2 separate regions of the Sus scrofa genome follow, and region 1 is linked to region 2. The links are chromatin contacts, called in public Hi-C maps. All regions are on one chromosome and are shown on one strand. The core of a region is the stretch at or near the end of the contact, and the rest is flanking DNA. Distances in the headings are between cores, read along the strand shown.

Region 1 (6,359 bases), core at 2,083-4,582, 43 kb before region 2:
CATTGCTTTTCACTCTCACCCCCAGTCTGAGCTGGGCATTATCTGGGATGTTATATTGTTTAAAAGTGCTGTGTCTTTGTATATTTCTGTTTTTGGGCTGTTAGTTTCTTGGTGCTGCTGTAACCAAGTACCACGAGCTGGGTGGCTTAAACAATATAAATTGGTTGTCCAAGATCATGATAACGGCAGGGTTGGGTTCCTTTTGAAGGCTGTGGGGAAATATTTGTTCCATGCCTATTTTCTTTTTCTTTTTTGTCTTTTTTCTTTTTAAGGCCATGCCCAGGGCATATGGAGTTTCCCAGGCTAGGGGTCAAATGGGAGCTGTAGCTGCTGGCCTACACCACAGCCACAGCAACACAGGACCAAACCACGTCTGCAACCTATACCACAGCTCACGGCAATGCCACATCCTTAACCCACTGAGCAAGGCCAGGGATTGAACCCACATCCTCATGGATACTAGTTGGGTTCATTAACCACTGAGCCACAACAGGAATTCCCCATGACTATTTTCTTTCTTTCTTTTTTTTTTTTTTTTGTCTTTTTGCTATTTCTTGGGCCGCTCCCGTGGCATATGGAGATTCCCAGGCTAGGGGTCCAATCGGAGGTGTAGCCACCGGCCTACGCCAGAGCCACAGCAATGCAGGATCCGAGCCGCGTCTGCAACCTACACCACAGCTCAGGGCAACGCCGGATCGTTAACCCACTGAACAAGGTCAGGGATCGAACCTGCAACCTCATGGTTCCTAGTCGGATTGGTTAACCACTGCGCCACGACGGGAACTCCCCCATGACTATTTTCTAACTTCTGCTGGGTTGTGGCAGTCTTGGGCGTTTTCTGGCTTGTAGATGCATCAACCCACCTCTGCTTTCATGTTTACATGGGTTCTCCTTGTGTGTATTTCTGTGTCCAAATACTCCTCTTTTATAAGGACACATCCTATTGGATTAGAAGCCCACACTAATCCAGTATGCTGATTTTTTTTTTTTTCTTTTTTAGGGCCACACACATGGCATATGGAAGTTCCCAGGCTAGGGGTTGAATTGGCACTACAGCTGCCAGCCTATTCCACAGCCACACCAACACAGGATCCAAGACGCACCTGCAACCTCCACCATAGCTCATGGCAATGCTGGATCCCCCACCCACTGAGCGAGGCCGGGGATTGAACCTGCATCCTCATGGATACTAGTCAGCTTCTTAACCCTCTGAGCCACAATGGTAATGCCAGTATGGCTGCATTTTAACTAACTACGTTCACAAGGATTCTGTTTTCAAACAAGGTCACATTCTGAATTGCTGGAGGTTTGGACTTCAAAGTGTGATGGGGGTGGAGGTGAGCACAATTCAACCTGTAACAGGTGTATTAAGCTAAAATTGCAGGAAAACCTTGCCTCATCCGTGCTTAAGAACTTCTCCTGACTCCCTGCTACCTACAGCAGAAAGTACAAAACCCGATGATTTGTGAAGGCCTTCACAATCTGGGCGGCACAAGCCTAACTGCCTCCCCTTCAGCGCCTCACTGCTCCCCCAAACCCTCCACTCCAGGCTGCAGCCCTCTGGAAGATTCGTGTTGAACCTCATATTCCCTGCCTTTCTCGTTCCCAGCCGGACTCTGCTGCTGTGTGCAGGCTTCCTTGCTCTTTCTCTCCTGGGTCTCTCCATAAAGGCCCCGCCACACGGAATGACTAGGAGAGCACCGAGGGACGTGTCTGTCCCCATCCTCCCCTCCAAGCATGCACATGTGCGGTTCTCTCCGCATCCCAGGGCCTTGCTCAGTGAGTTCCCCACGCGAGAATGTTTCTGATTCAAAGACACCCAAGCTGAGGTGCCCCAGCGGGCCTTCCAGGGTTTCCCGCACTCTGTAGTTTGCAAGACTCTCACGCCCCCTGGAGGGCAGGACGCGACCACACAGGGACAGAGAGCAACCATACTAACAGAGGGAGACTTCGTCTTTATTGCCCTTTTTCTGGGGGGCTGACCTCGGGCGGGCAGAGGGGAGAGGGCCGGGCTAGGGTGGGGCCAGGCAGAACCCGAGCAAGGGCTCAGATCCCAGACCGTCCTCCCGGCGCTACAGATGAGGCAGCCGCAGCGAGACACCGGCGCCCCGGGCAGAGGCGCGGCGCTGGCTCTGCGCCTGCGCGGCGGCCCATGGTCAGGATGCCCGCTGCGTGGTTGCCGCTGGCCTGCAGGAGGCGCTGCAGCCGGCCTTGCAGGCCCGGGGGCCCTGGCCGCCGCTTGCCCAGAGTGAGGATGCCGGCCGCGTGATTGCCAGCGCCGTGTAGCAGCTCGTAGAGGCGGCAGGAGCACGTCTTTTGACGGCAGCAGTCGGGCAGTGGCTGCGCCGCCGCCCCGGGCGACAGCACCGCAGGCGGCAGCAACAGTAGCAGAAGCAGCAGCGTCACGGTGGCCCAGGAGACCTAGGGAGGCAGGAGACTGGGTGCTAGGAGTGGTCTCGCCGCGCCTGCATCCAACCACTACGCCCAGGCCCTGCCCAGCTGCATCCGCGTCCCCTCTGGCCTGCACTCTTCCCTGGCTGTCCTTTAGTTTTCCAGCCTTTGCTCAATGCCCTCTGAAGGGCTCTGTTGGAGAGGGGCTCGTATCTGGCTCCTTTATCTGCTCATCTTTCAAGACCCAGCAAAGCATCTCCTCCAGGAAGCCCTTTGAGCAGAATGAAACCCTCTCTCCTCTGGGTACCCTTATTTCCTTGTACCCCCATTAGAGCACTGACCCCTCCACCTGAAAACGGGCATGTCTGAATCTGCCCCCGAAGTCTGTGAAAACTTCACCCAGGCAAACAGAGGCCCTATTTATCCGCCCCTCCTCCCGACAGCGTGCAAATCAAGGACTGGCAGGATCCAGGCTGCTTTGTCCACCTACCCCCTTACAGAAGAAACAACTCATTGCCTTGGACCAGTTTCCTACCCTCTCAGGGAGAGCACTGGGTATTAAATAATCCTGTGCAGGGCTGCTGGGAGGGGGAAATGAGATGACAGGTGCAAATAGCCTCTGATACATGAGAAAAGCTCAATAAACATGAGCTCTTGGGAGGACGGGCACCAGCCACTGTCAGCTGAGGCAGATTTTCAGCCAAGGGTCCATCCCGTTCCCCGCCTCAGAACCCACATGGGAAAAGACCGAGAGCGAGGTAGCTTCAATCTTCCTGCACCAGCCCTCGCGTTGCCCCTGGTCGAATGAGTCACCCCTCTGTCCCTGGGTCTTTACCTTTGCAAAAGGAGGATTCATGGTGTCAGGAGCTCAGAGTGGGGTCTCCAGGAAGGGTGTCGTCTTCCGTGGTCTGAATAGCCAGGAACTTTGAGGCCGTCAACTGCAACCTGCTACCAGGGGCCTGGGCTTTATAGGGTTCTGAGGTGGTGGTGGGGAGATGAGTGCTTGCGTCTACTCTGGGACCAGACAAAGGCAAGTCTAAGATTAGCCTTCTGCAGGGGGGCTGTCTCCAGGCTGGGCCCAAGGAATGACCGCCAAGGCGCTCAGAGGCTGGAGTTGGATCGCTGTGCCCCGGGGTCCCCCCCTTGTCTGTCGGCCTGCTCCCTGGAGATGGGGTGGTCTCCGGGCACTAATGAGGCCACCTTGCACCTAGGAATCTGGAAGGACAAAAGAAGCCTTGGCTAGGGTGCTGGCATGGGACAATGTGTGGAGGGAGCTGCTAATTAGGGGCAGGAAAGGAGGCAGCCGTGAGACTCCGTCTCCCCCAGGGTGGGTGGCCGGGGCGGGGGGGGCAGCCAGGCAGCAGACCTCTCCCCCTTGCTCCTTGTCACTGCCCCTGGTACCTTCAGACTCCAGGACCTTCTTCCTCCATGGAAAAGCCTTCTTAGCTGGCTCTCCCTCCCCTCCAGCTCTCTTCCCTCTGCCTCCTCCACCAACTTCCAAGATGAAAAACCTGGGAAAACAATCCGAGGCTGTGGGAGGAAAGCAGCCAAACCTGGCGTTATCCTCCAGCTGCCCCAGCTTCCTACCTGGTTGGGCTGCCTGGATGGGAGGGCTGGAGTCCCATCTCACCATCCACACAGAGTGAGCCAGCATGGGGTGAGGGACGTGTGCCATCTGTAGGCCAGAACCTCTTTTATCCGGGGCACCATCTGCTGAGCAGCGGTTCTGTGCCAGGCCCTGCTCTGGACACTGGTGTGACAGTGTGCCTAGGACATGGCCCAATTTCCAAGGAGCTCCAAAGTCCAGGAGGGGAGGTGACCTGGCAAAATGATAGCTCAGTGGAGAAAGGACTCTGTAAAAGCCTTGGGTAAAAAGTGGGTTTTGAGGAGTTCCCGTTATGGCTCAGGGGTTAAGAACCTGACTAGTATCCATGAGGATATGGGTTCGATCCCTGGCCTCACTCAGTGAGTTAAGGATCCAGCATTGCCATGAGGTGCGGTGTAGGTCACAGACACAGCTTGGATCCGTCGTTGCTGTGGCTGAGGTGCAGGCCGGCCGCTGCAGCTCCAACTCTACCCCTAGCCTGGGAACTTCCATATGCTGTGGGTGTGGCCGTAAAAAGAAAAAAAAAATTTTTTACAGTAGGTTTTGAGATTATTCTAAGTGAAAAGTCAAACAGAGAAAGACAAATATCATATGATATCACTTATATGTGGAATCTAATAAAAATGACACACACCTTATAGGTAAAACAGAAACAAACTCACAGATTTAGATATCAAACTTCTGGTTACTATAGGGGAAGCCAGGGGGAGGGGGATAACGTATGCACACTACTGTTTCTAAGAGAGATAATTAACGAGGACCTACTGAACAGCATAGGGAAATCTATTCAATAGTCTCTTATAACCTATATGGGAAAAAAGAATGGATGTATGTATATGTATAACTGATTCACTTTGCCGTATACCCAAAACTAATACAACATTGTTAGCCAGCTATAGTCCTATATATATATATATTTTTTTTTTTCTTTTTTTAAACGGCCTCGCCGGCAGCATATGGGCATTCCTGGGCTAGAGGTTGTATTGGAGCTGCAGCTGCCAGCCAATGCCACAGCCACTGCAACACTTTATCCCATCAGCATCTGTGACCTACGCCACAGCTTAGGGCAATACTGGGATCCTTAACCCACTGAGCGAGGCCAGGGATCAAATCCACATCCTCGTAGAGACTACGATGGGCTCTGAACCCACTGAACCACAATGGGAACTCCCGATAAAATGGTTTTTAAAAAGCGAGTTTCCATCAAGGAAGTTTGGGTGAGAAGGCATTCCACAGACGGGACAGTGTGAGCACAGACCTAGAGGTGAGAGACCTAGAGGTGACAGTGCTCAGCTCACATGGGAAGCAGGGTGTGGTCCTCAGGCCGCAGCTTCTCTTTAAAGAGAGAGGTGCCTGGACAGGTTAGTGAAGCCAGGGTGAGTCAAAGGGTCTTAGCAGCTAAGCTGGTGACTGGCTTCGATCCTGTGGGCTCTGGTGGGGCCACAGGAGGAGTTTAACAGGAAGGAGAGGTGGGCTGAGGTGGGGGCCACGTGGATGGGGGCGGAGCACGGAATCCAGAAGTAGTGGATTCCAGAGGCAGAATCCAAGGCTTGCCAGCTGATTGGGATCAGGTGCCAAGTTACTTAGAGGGAGCTGCGTGCCTTTGGGCGAGCCTCACAACCTCGAGAAGCCTCTGTTCCCCACTGGTAAGAGGGACAGTTAGTCCAGATGGTCTCTGGGGCTGCTTCCCGCTGTGACACTTGAAGATTTGCAGTACAGACCTTGCCCGTGGACGTGATCGGTAGGTGTTGGGCCAGCAAAGGGAACTGTGCTAAGTCAGGGCAGGGGAGTTGGGGAGCAGCCCCTCCACTTTTAGGTGAAGCTTGGAATGGGGAGAGAAGTAAGAGGAGGGGGCTCTGTGTCTTCTGGTTGGACCCAGGCTGTCCTATGTGTCCCCGAAGGCACACACACTCGGGGCCTGCCCCAGCCCATAGGGGAGAGCACAGGGAAAGCCCTGGAGTCCAGAGCTGAAGGGGCAGGGGAGCCCAGGCTGCTGCAGGGGCACAGCGATGGGACCACCAGTTTCCCACAAAGCAGACCCAGAGCCAAGAATCTGGGTGCAAGAGTTTTATTTGGGCGGCAATCCTTGAAAGCACATAAAGCAGTGGGGACGGGAGGGACAGGAGGAAGACCAATAAGAACTGTGTTCATGAGAGGGTCACCACCGTGGGCAGCTGGTGGGGACCCTCCGAGAGAGAAGGTACAGAATACACTTCAGGATTGTCCCACGGAGGGACAGGGAACCTGAGGTCTGCCTTCACCAACTCCTGTTCTTGCTGATGGATGTGAACTCCGGGGAGCAGTAACTCCCAACACTTCCCGCCTGCCCAGCGCTCGGGCTGGGAGATGCAGGCGCCATCAG
Region 2 (5,885 bases), core at 3,039-5,538:
AATTTCCAGAAGTTGATAACCGTACTATAATGACCTAAGAAAAGGTTCAGATTCTTGGAAAATGCACACCGAAGTACTTACTAGGGGCAAAGGGACTTGACACATGCAACTTTACTCTCAAGCGATGAAAAAATGTATGTGCGTGTGCTTGCGTTCACATTCGAGTCCAGAGGGAGAACAGGATAAAGCAAATGTTAACAACAGGTGAGACTCTGAGCAGACGTAGGGTTTCTTTTTATCGATCTTGTAACTTCCTTTCTTTTTCGTTGGGCCTTGCAGTAGCTTGATGTGGGATCTCAGTTCCCAGACCAGAGACTGTACCCGGGCTGCAGCAGTGAAAGCACCAAGTCCTAACCACTGGGGAGCTCCCACAGTCTTGTAACTTTCTATAAATTTCAAATTATCTTCAAATAAAAGGGTTTTTTTATTTTAAAAATTAAAAAAAATTTTTTTTTGCGTTTTAGGGCTGCAGTGGCTTATGGAAGTTCCCACGCTAGAGGTCTAATTAGAACTACAGCTGCCGGCCTACACCACAGCCTCAGCAACACCAGGTCCAAGCCACGTCTGCCAACCTACACCACAGCTCACAGCAACACGGGATCCTTAACACACCGATCGAGGCCAGGGATCAAACCCGCAACCTCATGGTTCCTAGTCGGATTCATTTCCGCTGAACCACGACAGGAACTCCCCAAATGAGAAGTTTTTAAAAGGCACCTACAACCATAAAACCAAACAATAAGAACTTTATACGGGGCACAGGTGACTGAACAACATTGGATTAAAGAAGAGAATGAAAGTCTCTGCATGCAGGACGAGCCCTTCCAGGGGAGGGAAGGAAGGGTGGCCCGGAGCTCACGCCCACCTGGAGCTGCGTGGCGTAGTGCCCCAGCTTGATCTTCAGTAAGAACCCATCTTCCCCCACTTGGTGCTCTGCCTTCTTCTGCAGCTCCTGCACCAGGCCCTCCAGGAGCTGGGTGGCCTTAATGTTCTCCTGTGGATTATCAAGATCTATTGAGTCCCTAGGGGAAAAAAATTACATACATATGTATACATACATGCACACGAGCCTGTATAAATGCAGCCTCAAAGCATCACTCCTTTTCTTTGGCTAAAGTGATTTCTTTATAATGCTCACTGCAAACTTTAGGACACAGTCCAACTCACATTGACTAGATACCTACAGTAATCTATTCCTAATCCACCAGTTACCTTAGTGGAATCCACAGTGTGTTTTTTTCTTTTTTCCTTTGCAATGTATGGCCCTTTCTCCTACTGATTTGCTCTGGTACTTTGCTATTTGCTTCTGGAATGAAGGGGAAAGGAAAGTGCTTTGTGTACTCTGAAGGAAATAAGGACTCTGATAATTTCCTATTTATAGTTACCCCTTCAAGGGTGTAAGGGGGCAGAGGGTCAAGAATGTTCTACATGTTTTTGCTGGCCTTGACTAGTTCTAAGTGTTGCTAATTTCACATAAAGTATTTCTTTTCTCTTTTTCTTTTTCTTCTTCTTCTTCTTTTTTTTTTTTTTTTTTTTTTTGCCTTGCCCACGGCATTCAGATGTTCCTGGGCCAGGGATTGAACCCATGTCACAACCGTGACTCGAGCCACAGCAGTGACCACGCTGGATCCTTAGCCCGCTGAGGCACCAGGGGATTCCCATAGAGTATTTCTTAAGTAAAGGCAGATGAAATGACATTTATTGTTATTTCTGAGGAGCCCTGAAAATGGAATATTAAGACAGAAGATGCCTAGGTTAGACATTTGTATCACTGGTTTCAGATTTGGGACATGCAGACGAGGCTAACACCTCCAGTGAGCCAGGGAAACCACTCCATGGACCTCTTATTAACTCAGAGCCACTTAACTGGTGACAGGGGTTGGGTGGTCTCCCTCTCTTCCTTCCTTCCTTCCATCCCCCACCATTCCCCCATCCCTGAGACTCTTTTTTTAAACAACTTAAGCAACAATTGCTATTGGGCAGTGTGGAATTACTTAACTCAGCTCACTGAAGAAACCAAACAGCTGTCAGATTGAAATAGCATTCATTACTGCTGGTGGGTCTGGAGCCAAACGAGATCTGGTGGGAGCTGAGCAGCTCTGTCCTCTCTAAACACTCCTGAAGTCAGTTAGCAACTCATTTCAGAGGCACCGACAGGTACACCAAAACATTAATAAATTACTTCATCAGATAAAATGCTCAAATCTATACTTTTGCAAAGGCAGTAGAGAAAACCAAATTTTATTTATTTATTTTGCTGCTAAAGCGTTATTGTTTCCATTTGGTCCAAGACTTGGGAGCGGGCTCCAGGGTGGTTAAAACGGTGCCTTGCGGCTGCAGAGAGGGGCTTCTGGCAGAAGCCCAGGCACCAGAGGGGCTCCTTGAAGGCCACTGGGCTCCAGAGGCTCCTAGTCGTGGAGAAAGCCAAATTTTAAATACGAATGTGCTATGTACTAAGTAAACTATGTCTAAATAAAAGGCTGGAAGGAATGAAGGCAGCCTGGCACCTGTGTTTCAACTGGCAATAATGCTCCTCCTTGGAGGAGCCCACTCTTAAGAAGGGCCAGTCTCTGAGCAAAACTCATGTACATCAAGTACTCCTGGTTCTTGTACTTGAAAACTTAATTCTGTGCTAAAAAACCAAAAAACAACAGCAAAAAATCTTAGCTTCAACATGAACAACTGAAGATATTTTAATGAAAGTTTTCATATTCTTACAACCAAAAACAAATAAAAGTCAGGTTTTCCTTGATATCAACACAAGACTTTTAACATTCGTTCAGTAAGAAGACTGCATGGGAAATCTACCAAATACAATTCTAGATCAACAGAAACTTCCTACCTATGTTTTTCTGAGCTCTCCAAATCTTTAAAACACAAAAGAAAATGAAAAGGAAATGGAAAAGGACTAAGCAAGGTACAGTTGATATGCTCATACTTAGCTCCTTATTTTCTCACTTAATTACGTGAGGCTGAGATTTTTGAAAATTGCCTAGAAAATTGCCTTCCTTTGGTGCTCTTCAGCTTTTGAACAGAAATCTGCTACTAGCACACGACTGCAATTATTCCGAGGCAACATTACTGATGGGTGTACAGCTCTCCCCAAGCAGTAGCATAAAGGCTGGTTTCTCCAGGGCTCTGGCAACAAGGACCCCTGCTCTCATGCCACAATGGTGGAGGCCTGAAGTAACTGATGAAAATGACAGATCAGACTGAGACTGGTAACCAACCAACGCGTGCTCAGGCCCCGAGCAGAGCAGCAGACAGCTTGCTGCCTGGTGGGCAATAAGGTTGTTGATTAAAAAGCTTTGTTGTCAGTCCACTGTACTCTACTAATTCTAAAAGAATTTAAAAACAATTTTCCCCTCGGTATATAAACAGTAATTAGGGAAATAAAAAAAATAAACATGCTTGTTAAATCTGCCACTAAGACATAAACATTGTTAACGTTTTGGTGTGCTGTCTTTTAGTCTTTACATGTGTGTGTATATATATTACATATAAATTTGAAAATACCAAAGTCTCTGTTGTGAAATTCATTAACAATACACCTTATAAAGGAGTTCCCGCTGTATCACAGCAGGTTAAGGACTCAGCATTGTCTCTGTGGCAGCTCAGGTTCGGTCCCTGGCCCGGAACAGTGGGTTAAGGTTCTGGTGTTGCTGCTGCTGCAGTGTACTCTCAGATGCAGCTCAGATTCGATCCCTAGCCCGGGAACTTCCATATGTCTCGGGTATGGCAAAAAATATATACTTTATTCAATTTCATGCATATGCATACTTATCTACCCCATTAATAAGCACTAAATTCTTTGTGGATAAGGGCTTCAATGTTTTCATATGAAGTCTACTAACTACAACACTGCCAGGCACTCAAAACATAATTGTTAATTGTTTTTTACTAGCAGCAATACTCTAATGCTTTTAACCAGAACTTACTATTAAAGGAAACAAATCCTATTTCAAAAAAACCCCAATAGTTATTCCATCTTTCAAAAATTTAAGATGGAATTAAATATCTTTTCAGGGGTCGCATAATTTTCTTCTCAAATATACAACTTTTAGAGGCTTCATTATGTTACCTTTCCAATAAAATTTCAATATGCTTGTGCTTCACAAAACATAATGCAGAAAACTTTGCTCACTTACCAAGCTTGGCTTTCAATCCACTGGGATAAATAATGCCGCACCTCGATGGGGAAATGCTGACCATACAGTGCTTGCATCTGATGAAGGGCATCTCCTTGGAGCTGCTGGGCTTGTATCCACACAGCCATGGTTTACAATCTGTTAAACAAACAATTAGTGGTTTGGGTTTTGTTTTTTTTTTCCTTCCCCCTTTTAAATCCACCAGAGTAAATATTCAGTTATAAAGGCCAGAGATAAATGTATTTAAGCCCTTTTTGGTAGACTAAAAATCAGCATTCTTTTTTTTTTTTTTTAAATGGCTGCACATGGCATATGGAAGTTCCTGGGGCAGGGACTGAATCCAAGCCGCAGCTGCATTATGTAGCAGCTGCAGCAACGCCAGATCCTTTGACCCACTGCGCTGGGCTAGGGATTGAACCTGCGCCTTCACAGCGACCCAAGCCGGACTCATAACCCACTGCGCCACAGCAGAAACTCCGAGTTCAGTATTCTTGAACTGAATTTTAGCTTTAACATGTTTTCAAATGTAGACATTCAGTGTGACCATGGAAAGGTACATAACTGGGTCTATGAGGCTTTGACTATAAAACATACTGAAGTCCTATAAGCAAAAGTATAAATCCATCATTAAGGGAAGAACTGCCTATAGCTTTGATATCATAGACATATTCTTTCTTTACTTTTGTTCCAAACTTGAAGCAATAGCAAGCAGCATTTCAAGACTAATGATAAATAAGTAGCACAGGGATTTTTTTTTTAATCTCTTGTTTTAAAATAAATAAATCACTTGTTTTTAGATTTGGTATTTTGACTTTTAAAAAATGCAATAAACAGGAGTTCCCGTCATGGTGCAGCGGTTAATAAATCCGACTAGGAACCATGTGGTTGTGGGTATGGTCCCTGGCCTTACTCAGTGGGTTAAAGGACCCGGTGTTGCCGTGAGCTGTGGTGTAGGTTGCAGATGTGGCTCGGATCCTGTGTTGCTGTGGCTGTGGTGTAGGCCGGAGACTACAGCTCCAATTCGACCCCTAGCCTGGGAACTTCCATGTGCCGTGGGAGTGGCCCTAGAAACGACAAAAAAAAAAAAAAAAAAAAAAAAAAAAAGCAATAAACATACTACCATTTTGAAAAAGACCTAGTATGGGAGTTCCCTGGTGGCTCATTGGGTTAGGGATCCAGCACTGTCACTGCTGTGGTTTGGGTTACTGATATGGCTCAGGTTCAGTCCCTGGCCTGGGAACTTGCACATGCCATGGACCCAGTCAAAAAAAATTTAATTAAATTTCTAAAAAAAGACCCAGTAAAAGAAAAATGAAAATAATGAAAACATGGATTTAACCTTATGTATTATCACTATTTATCTAAGCAGTAATTATTTGTACATAGAGGGCACATATTTATCTGAAAAAATAACCCCAAGGTTCACCTCCTGAGTTATTGCTAAGGAATTTATGAAGCAATGTTCTGTTAAAATTTCAGCATTTAAAAATCTTTCAGCCATAAAAACAATACACTCCAGCTAAGAGTTAGAAATAAGAACCATTATATTCCAAGCGTGGGTAGGTTTTTAAAACATGCTCTTGATTTCAGAAAAACAGGCTTTATAAAATTATCATTATGCCTTTTCAGACTCACCTGAGAATTTTTATGTGTTCGGCAGAAACTCTCTGGGATTAACCAGATCATGACAACATGACTTTCACATACACAAAGGGGACTCACGACTGAAACTTGCTC

What was found. Hi-C and Micro-C count contacts between places; a contact is called where the count stands out from the background.
Region 1: a Hi-C map of skeletal muscle shows a contact between it and region 2, with 1.7 times the contacts expected there. The contact joins the promoter of HCRT here to the promoter of STAT5B in region 2. A contact is called at or near these places in 1 of 5 promoter capture datasets (liver), 2 of 47 Hi-C or Micro-C datasets (epiblast stem cells and skeletal muscle) and 2 of 2 datasets of contacts at active chromatin or transcription factors (alveolar macrophages and skeletal muscle).

Annotation. Positions count from the first base shown.
Region 1 is chr12:20,585,570-20,591,928 of Sscrofa11.1, reverse strand. It overlaps HCRT (hypocretin neuropeptide precursor), which reads right to left and starts at 3,332. Exons shown (of 2, transcript NM_214156.2): 1 at 3,227-3,332; 2 at 1,938-2,421. The coding sequence starts at 3,247. The coding sequence ends at 2,047. It overlaps GHDC (GH3 domain containing), which reads right to left. Exons shown (of 10, transcript NM_001246239.1): 10 at 6,342-6,359.
Region 2 is chr12:20,543,547-20,549,431 of Sscrofa11.1, reverse strand. It overlaps STAT5B (signal transducer and activator of transcription 5B), which reads right to left and starts at 4,288. Exons shown (of 18, transcript NM_214168.1): 1 at 4,149-4,288; 2 at 866-1,022. The coding sequence starts at 4,276.